2 separate regions of the Zea mays genome follow, and region 1 is linked to region 2. The links are chromatin contacts, called in public Hi-C maps. All regions are on one chromosome and are shown on one strand. The core of a region is the stretch at or near the end of the contact, and the rest is flanking DNA. Distances in the headings are between cores, read along the strand shown.

Evidence for each region. A called contact is a pair of places that touch in the nucleus more often than the background predicts.
Region 1: a contact with region 2 is called in a Hi-C map of tassel, with 6 times the contacts expected there. The contact joins the promoter of LOC100274388 here to the enhancer-like site in region 2. A contact is called at or near these places in 6 of 25 Hi-C or Micro-C datasets (ear, endosperm, leaf and 2 more).

The regions. Positions count from the first base shown.
Region 1 is chr5:64,082,373-64,086,345 of Zm-B73-REFERENCE-NAM-5.0, forward strand. It overlaps LOC100274388, which reads left to right and starts at 2,304. Exons shown (of 4, transcript NM_001148748.1): 1 at 2,304-2,980; 2 at 3,140-3,310; 3 at 3,390-3,560; 4 at 3,674-3,973. The coding sequence starts at 2,423. The coding sequence ends at 3,754. It overlaps LOC103626462 (serine/threonine-protein kinase ATR), which reads right to left. Exons shown (of 17, transcript XR_002262295.2): 16 at 1,157-1,451; 17 at 633-1,045.
Region 2 is chr5:64,043,058-64,046,656 of Zm-B73-REFERENCE-NAM-5.0, forward strand. No RefSeq gene overlaps it. Among protein-coding and RNA genes, the nearest start is that of LOC100274388, 40 kb to the right of the region's middle. Within about 2 kb of position 1,339, at least 18 of the 20 cell types and tissues checked have an H3K27ac peak or open chromatin away from gene starts, as enhancers often do. A contact at or near this core is called in ear, endosperm, leaf and 2 more, where this site is marked.

The DNA of each region.
Region 1 (3,973 bases), core at 1,054-3,553, 40 kb after region 2:
ATGCGTGCGTTGTCCAGTTACTTGTTAGCAGGGGTTTTGGAGGGAACAGGTCATGCATGCAGATTCAGATGTGTACAGCAAGGTTGGTCACCTGCAGGATCGCCATTCTAGCTACCCGGCAGCTTCTTGCACTCACATGATGATCATATATATGATCGAAAGGATCCATCAGATACGATCCATCAGATTATTCTAGGAACTTGATTAGACTTTTTTCTGTATAGTATGCCATGCTACACCAATTTTATTACACTGATTGGTATGCTGCTGAGCTGTGAGAGTGCACACACACAGGGACAGAATCACAGGTTGTCCTACCCCCCAAACTCAGAAAGGCCATCACATGAGGAAGAGAGAGAGAGAGAGAGAGAGAGAGAGAGAGAGAGAGAGAGAGAGAGAGAGAGAGAGAGAGAGAGAGAGAGAGAGAGAGAGAGAGAGAGAGAGATGAGCAGGGGAAACTGACACGGCCGCTGTCCACCAAAGCCGTTTTCGATTCAGACGCAGTGGGTCAAACCTGCGGGGGGCCCCTCACACCAACGGGATCTTCTGAGACCGGGTTTTTGATTTGATCTGATCTGATCTGGTCTGGTCCCAGCCTAATCATGCTCTCAACTAGGCGTATTTTCCAAGCGGAATAAAGATCTGGTCACGTTCAAATACCATCTCCTTGCAGTTTAGAACCAGAACATTATTGCTTCTGCTATATACATATGTAGGATCAGGAACACGTAACATGTAGCAGCAGTTGCAAGAGTGTATACACGACTGCTCCTAGTACGTAGCGACTAAAGAAAATGTTTGTCACAGAAATCAATCCACTCCGTTTCATTGCATTCAGCTGGCATGACAATGAGGAGGCAGAGAAGGGGGGAACTTGGACACGTGGTTTTCATCATCCTCCTCATCCTTCCTCCACCCCTATATATGCAACAGGAATTCCATCTTTCCGGCAGGTACTGTTTGTGTTTGGGCAATAAAAAGAACCTTGCTGCAGCTAGCATCAGCAGCATGACCCAACACAGCACCACAACATATAGAATTAGCCCTGCAACCAGATGAACAGAGAGATCACAAGTGATCGGTGAAATATACGATATTTATAATCTGTCAGTCAGTGCAACCATGCCATGCATGCATCGTATCCAGCGAGAGGTACCTGGGCTGTAGAAGGGGAAGCAAAATCACGGGCCTCATTCCGCGCGAGGGTTCATGTATGTCACTCACTCACCAAAGTTTGGGATGGTGGGTGGGGTGTGGACAAGAGTTTCTGTGTGTGCAGACTATTCTGTCCTACGTACCCAGACCTGCCTCTGAATCCCCTGTGCCTCAAGAGTCATGAGGGGTTGAGCCTTTCAAAGTCTGTGCCGTGCAGAAAGATGGTTTTGGACCCTTGCTTGCTGCTACTGACTCACTTCCTCCTCCTTCACAGTCACAGCGTATGTGTGTGTTATCTGCTGCACAAAGAAACAAGCCTTACGCTTAGCTTCATGATGATACTATGTAGGAGTACCAGAACCAGATACGTAACGAAGAAAAAAATAAAACTGTGCGTGTTTTTCCATACTGGTGCTGCGGGACACGTATTTCAAACATTCGCTACGCGATGGTGATGTATCATGGAAAGGAAAAGACGGTATCATCTGTGTCATTCTTTCTTTCTTTTTCCCCCTAAATCAAAGAACAGAATCACACACAACTGGTCGGCGTACGACTACTGGTGTAGTTGTCGTCCTCTCGATGCCGCTGACAGCAATTAGCATACATTTATTTATGTGCATCACCATCAGTCACCATAGCAGTACCTCTTTGCCTATTCCTTCCTTCATTCAGTCGTACGTGGCACTAATTACACACTATGACACTAGTACGACTAAAGTAGTACACGTACTGACCAAGGGCATCGGCACACAACACAACTGATGAATGAGTGATGGGATCACAAGACAGAGCTTTACCCAGCAGGACGAATCCTGAGGCCTATCACTGTTATTCTGCCCTAGGGGGGTTCACAAGTCACAATACAACAAAAACCAGATTGGGGGCCTCTCTCTGCATTCTACTGCTACTGCCAGTACAGACCACACATGATCAATAGTGAAACCCATGGGTTCATAATTAATAAACAAACAAACGAACGAATACTGTGATACTAACACAACACAAGCATCAACTAGTCGCTCTCTCCCCTCTTCTCTAATGATACCTTAATGGCCACTGCTCACCATTTATCATGGGGAATAATTGTCCCCCTTCCATTCCCCATATATTAACCCCCCTCCCCTCACCCTCTCGCCCACCCATGGCACTGGCATCCCCCTCTCTCCCTCTCCCCACCACACCACCTCCCTCCTCACAAGCCATAGCCGCCGCCTCTTTCTGTGCTTGCCCTCTCGCCATCTTCGAGTACGACGAGAAGGCGGTGATGGAGCTGGACGAGCAGGCCTTCCTGGAGGAGATCCTCTCCCTGCGGAGGGACGCCTGGGACTGCAATGCCATGGGGGACTTCTTCGCCCCGGCCGCCATGGACTGCACCTTCCAGGACCGCCACCACCAGGCGCCCACCGTCAGCGTCCTCCCCACCTTCACCGCCTCCTACGCCCAGCCGCAGCCGCAGCCGGCGGCGGCGCCCGGCTTCGACTGCCTCAGCGAGGTCTACGGCGCCGCCGCGTTCGGCGGGCCCAATGCTGGTGACTACGGCGGCGAGATGGGGTTCCTTGACGTCGTCGAGCCCAAGGCGGCGTCGGCGGCACTGGTGGACGGCGCCGCGGGCCTCGGGGCCTGCAAGGTGGAGCCCGGCCTGGCGGAGAGCGGCGGCGCGTTCGGCGCTGGCGCTGGCGCTGCGCCGCCGCCGGCCCTGGCGTCCAAGAAGAAGAGGGTCGAGGGGATGCCGTCCAAGAACCTGATGGCCGAGCGCCGCCGCCGCAAGCGCCTCAACGACCGCCTCTCCATGCTACGCTCCGTCGTGCCCAAGATCAGCAAGGTGAGATTGAGAATGGCAAAAAAAAAAAAATCTCTCCTTTTTCCTCGGTTCTTGTGCCTCCTCGGCCAAGAAAGGACATTTGAACAGAGAAGCAATCCCTCTATATCTATATATGGCGGCTGGGCTGATGAGAAGTAAAATATGCGTGGTGGTGCGCAGATGGACCGGACGTCGATCCTGGGCGACACGATCGACTACATGAAGGAGCTGCTGGAGAGGATCAAGCTGCTGCAGGAAGAGATCGGGCAGCAGCAGGAGGAGGCGCCAGGCATGCTCAGCGTCTTCCGGGAGCTCAACCCCAACGAGATGGTGGCCAGGAACACCCCCAAGGTACGTGAAGAAGCTGCTGATGCTGCTGATGCGATTGGGGGAAATGTGAGGGCTGAGATGCTGCTGATGGCTCCTGCAGTTCGACGTGGAGCGGAAGGAGGGCGGCGACACCCGGGTGGAGATCTACTGCGCCGCCAAGCCGGGGCTGCTGCTGTCCACGGTGAGCACGCTGGACACGCTAGGGCTCGACATCCAGCAGTGCGTCGTCAGCTGCTTCAACGACTTCGGCATGCACGCCTCCTGCTCCGAGGTAGTGACCACCGCCTGTCCATTGGTTCGCTGCCATACACACACTCCTTTTGTCCTCGGATTGGATGCAAGGCAATGCGACGCAACAAGTTTGCTCCTTCAATGTTATCGCAGATGCAGAGGGAAATGATCAGCGCCGACGCGATAAAGCAGGAGCTGTTCAAGAACGCTGGCTATGGCGGAGGCTGCTTGTAGAGGGGCATGTCATCATGGCATGGGAGGAAGAAGAAGAAGAGGCAGCAATAAATTAATCTTAAGCAGCTGTGGGAGCAGCAGTAGTAGTATCAGTTCAGGTCCAGTAGCGGAAAAGGCAGGCAGGGCAAAGATTTGGGAGGCCTTTTTGCAATCCATCTCCCCCATCATAACCCACTTCGATCTATCCATGTTAGCAGTACGTGTCCGTCCGTCCTATAG
Region 2 (3,599 bases), core at 89-2,588:
CGCCCCACCTCGCTAATGTTCTTTTAAACTTAGTTGTGAGAAATGTTTATGCCATATATTGGATGTTTGTGGACTTATTTATGTGAGTAATTGTTAGTGTTGTGAACTATTTTGTGGTACTTGTGACTTTGTGAAGAAACATGTGATCATTGTGAAGAAACATGTGATCTTTGTGAGCTATGTCGTGTGTTTGATGTATGTGATGATTCTGTGATATATGTGATGTATATGTGATGATTATGTGATATCTCTTTTGTTTGTTTGGATGGAATAACAAAAAGAAATAAAAAAGTGGTGTTCTGATCACTTTACCGAGTGTCATGACCATAGCATTCGGCAAAGAAGACACACATGGGAACCGGTAAAATTTCTTTGCTGAGTGTTGTGGCCTTGGCACTTGGCATAGAAACTGACAAAGGGGCCCGCTGGCGCTCCCTTTGCCGAGAGCTAGTCCGACGGAAACTCGACAAAGAGTGAGCCTTTGCCGAACGACCCCTAATACTCTCGGCAAAGGAACAGGCAAAGGGCCTACTGGGGGCTTCTTTGCCGAGTGACAGTACAATAGACACTCGGCAAAGAAGGAGCCTTTGCCGAGTGTCATGGTGGCAATCGGCAAAGTCTTCGTCGCCGTCACCTGGCGCCGTGACGGTGACTTTTCTTTGTCGAGTACCAAATGACACCCGGCAAAGTATTTACCTAGTGTCCAACAAAAAGTACTTAGACAAAGAAACCGTTGCTGATGTATAATTCACCAATACTTTGTTTACCTAGTGTCACAAATACTTTACCGAGTGTTTTCTGGTCTTTGGCAGCTGTTTCCAGTAGTGAGGTAGTGACATCAGCAGCAGTAGATACAATATTACAGGATCTGATTACTGCCGACAGGGAACCGGGGGATCGCGATACGAACAAATAGGAAGTACGTGTATAGCAGAACCAGCTCGTACGTGTATAGCAGAGAAGAGAAGCTGGAGCCCTTGCTTGTTGCAAACGATACAGCAGGCAGGCTACGCGACGTGATTTGCTAGAAATCCCCCTACCATCGCCGCTGCTGCTATATATACTGCTCAATAATAGTACATCATCATATACTTATCCTCACCAGATCATATAAAATATGATATTTGTGGTATAGATTATAATGTTTACATTGTTAAATTTAAACATAGAATTAAATGGCTCCATTCTAATAAATTGGAATGAAATCACTCTATTGCCATTAGATCTTTAACCAACACATTCGACACGTGTAAACACACCCCCTTAGACTGTGCGTTGGGCCCCACACGTGTGCTCTGGAACGAGAAAGAGCTAGGCTAGGTTACGCGAGCGGCTATACCGGCTGGGGCCTGCTGGCTGGAACCGACGAGCAGACGCCACAGCTTTTGCGTCGTAGCATACTGCGTACTCCAGACCTAGGTGAGCATGCAGGAAAGCCAAGGAGGCAGCCGAGCAGCAGGGGCAGGTGCAGTTCCCGAGGGGCCGTGGCGCCATGCGCTTGTCGTTCTCCTCTCTCTTTCTCTCTCTTGCTGCAGCTGCCGCACACGATGGCGCGTGCAGAGACATCAGGGAGGCACGGTGAGATGCTGCTGGACACCTAGCTAAATACAGCTTTTAATTATTAGGACCAGTTTGCTGCCTAATTTTTCTTTAATAATACACTGGCTGTGTGTCACAGTTAACAAGGGTATTTGATGAGCTCAGTTTAACACAGCACACAACACAGCCGCAAGTCCTATATATTGGTAGGATCGAGGTCGTCGTACCTGCTAGTACGTGTGCTATAGCTATGTACCCCCCGCCCCGCACCCGCAGTCGGCGGCGTAGGTCTTGCGCCGGCGTGGCCTCGGGCTCGTGTAGAGCGGAAACGACGACGCGGCGGCCACCGCCAGCAGTAGCGGCCGGAATCCTCCTGCTCTTCTCGGATCTGCATGCAAGCACGAAGGAATACGCGACACAGCATAAGGAACTGGAATACGAGTATATATACGACGACGATGCTACGCGTACTTGTACGCTGGAGTACGTGCTTATTTGTAGAACCGAACAGAACAGAACAGAACAGAACAGGAACTGACACCGATATGGATGCGTCCAGCTAGTAGCCGGCCGGCCGTCCATGCATGGACCGTGTACCCATATGCCTAGCTACTACTGTGCTCCCTTTGTACGTAGTATGCAGTTATGCACTACCGACATGCATGCCTAATTGCCTAGTACGTACGTACACAGTGCATGTCGTAGGAGCAGCCAGCAGGAGGGAGCTCAGCTGAGTGCCAATAATGCATCAGCAGGAGCATAATGCATGTGTTCTTCGTCGTGCATGCGATTAGCAGGCTAGCTGCAGCAGCTGCTGATGACTGGTGGCACGGGGAGGCTGCATATGCAATCCGTGACCCATTTTGCCTTGTCGTCGTCGTAGTAACACACAATATAATGCATGCATATAGTATATATATAGAGAGAGATAGAACGACAAGCCAAAACCCAGCGGGTGATGTGTGTGGTGGTGGTGGTGCTACTGCTACGTCGTCCAAAACCAAAACCATGCCCTCACCTTTTCAGTCCCCCACCCTTTGGACGCTTCTCGCCAGCAACCTAGCGCCGGCCGGCCTGCCTTTTTTTTTTCTCTCTCCTTCTTCTTCTTTCTCATGTGCGCTGCTACGAGTACTCCTAAATCTTTCGGTTTTCTGTTCTTTTATTATTATAAATAAACTATGAGATGTACTAGATAGATCTAATTATTGTTAGTTAGATAAAAAAATTACTAGTGAAATTAGCTCGCTAATAAATATCTAGCTCTTAATTTTTTTTTCAAAAAATAGCTAATAGGTTGAACTTTTAGCTATATTGTTTAGACGTATTCAACTAATTTTAACTGCTACGGAGAGTAACTATTAGCTTTCTAGTTCATTCAAACATAACCTAAACTATAAAGCTCCTATAAATATTGTATTGCATGATACTTTTTCCCCAATACATTAGATAATAGCTATATGAGGTCTTATATTTGTTTTGAATTTTGTTTCAGTTATACCAGGTACGGTCAACGGTCAACGACGGGCTTCCCGTACGTGCCACGCGGAAGCTAGATTTTTACACTGGTGATCTTCCATTCGCGCGCGCGCCAGATGGGCTAGGCCATTCCAGGGTTCCCGGAGCCAATAAGTACCCGTGACCGGAATCGGCGCTACGGTTGCTTCAGTCATTTGTGAGACATTATTCATATGCATCGTTTTACAGGCACAACGTATTTGCGAATTCCTACGTGACGGTGCGAATTGATTAGATTGTCGATTGCCGCGTCTCTTTAGTATTTGGGGGCTCCAACATATTGTGTATTATCATCCTTTTTATTTAACATGCTAGGCAACTCGATAAATCTATTAGCTCTCTAATTGCGTGTTTATTATCACTAAAACTCGTACATAATTAGGGCTTGATTTCACTTACAGTTCTCTTTGTGAAGCTTAACAAAACTACTGACGAGCTGAGATCCATACTTTAACTTATGTTGCATTATTTGCTTCCGCCTAATTATATCATCGAAACCAGTCTAAAATTGAAATCCCCCTTCACATTTTCTAGTGGTTTATTGG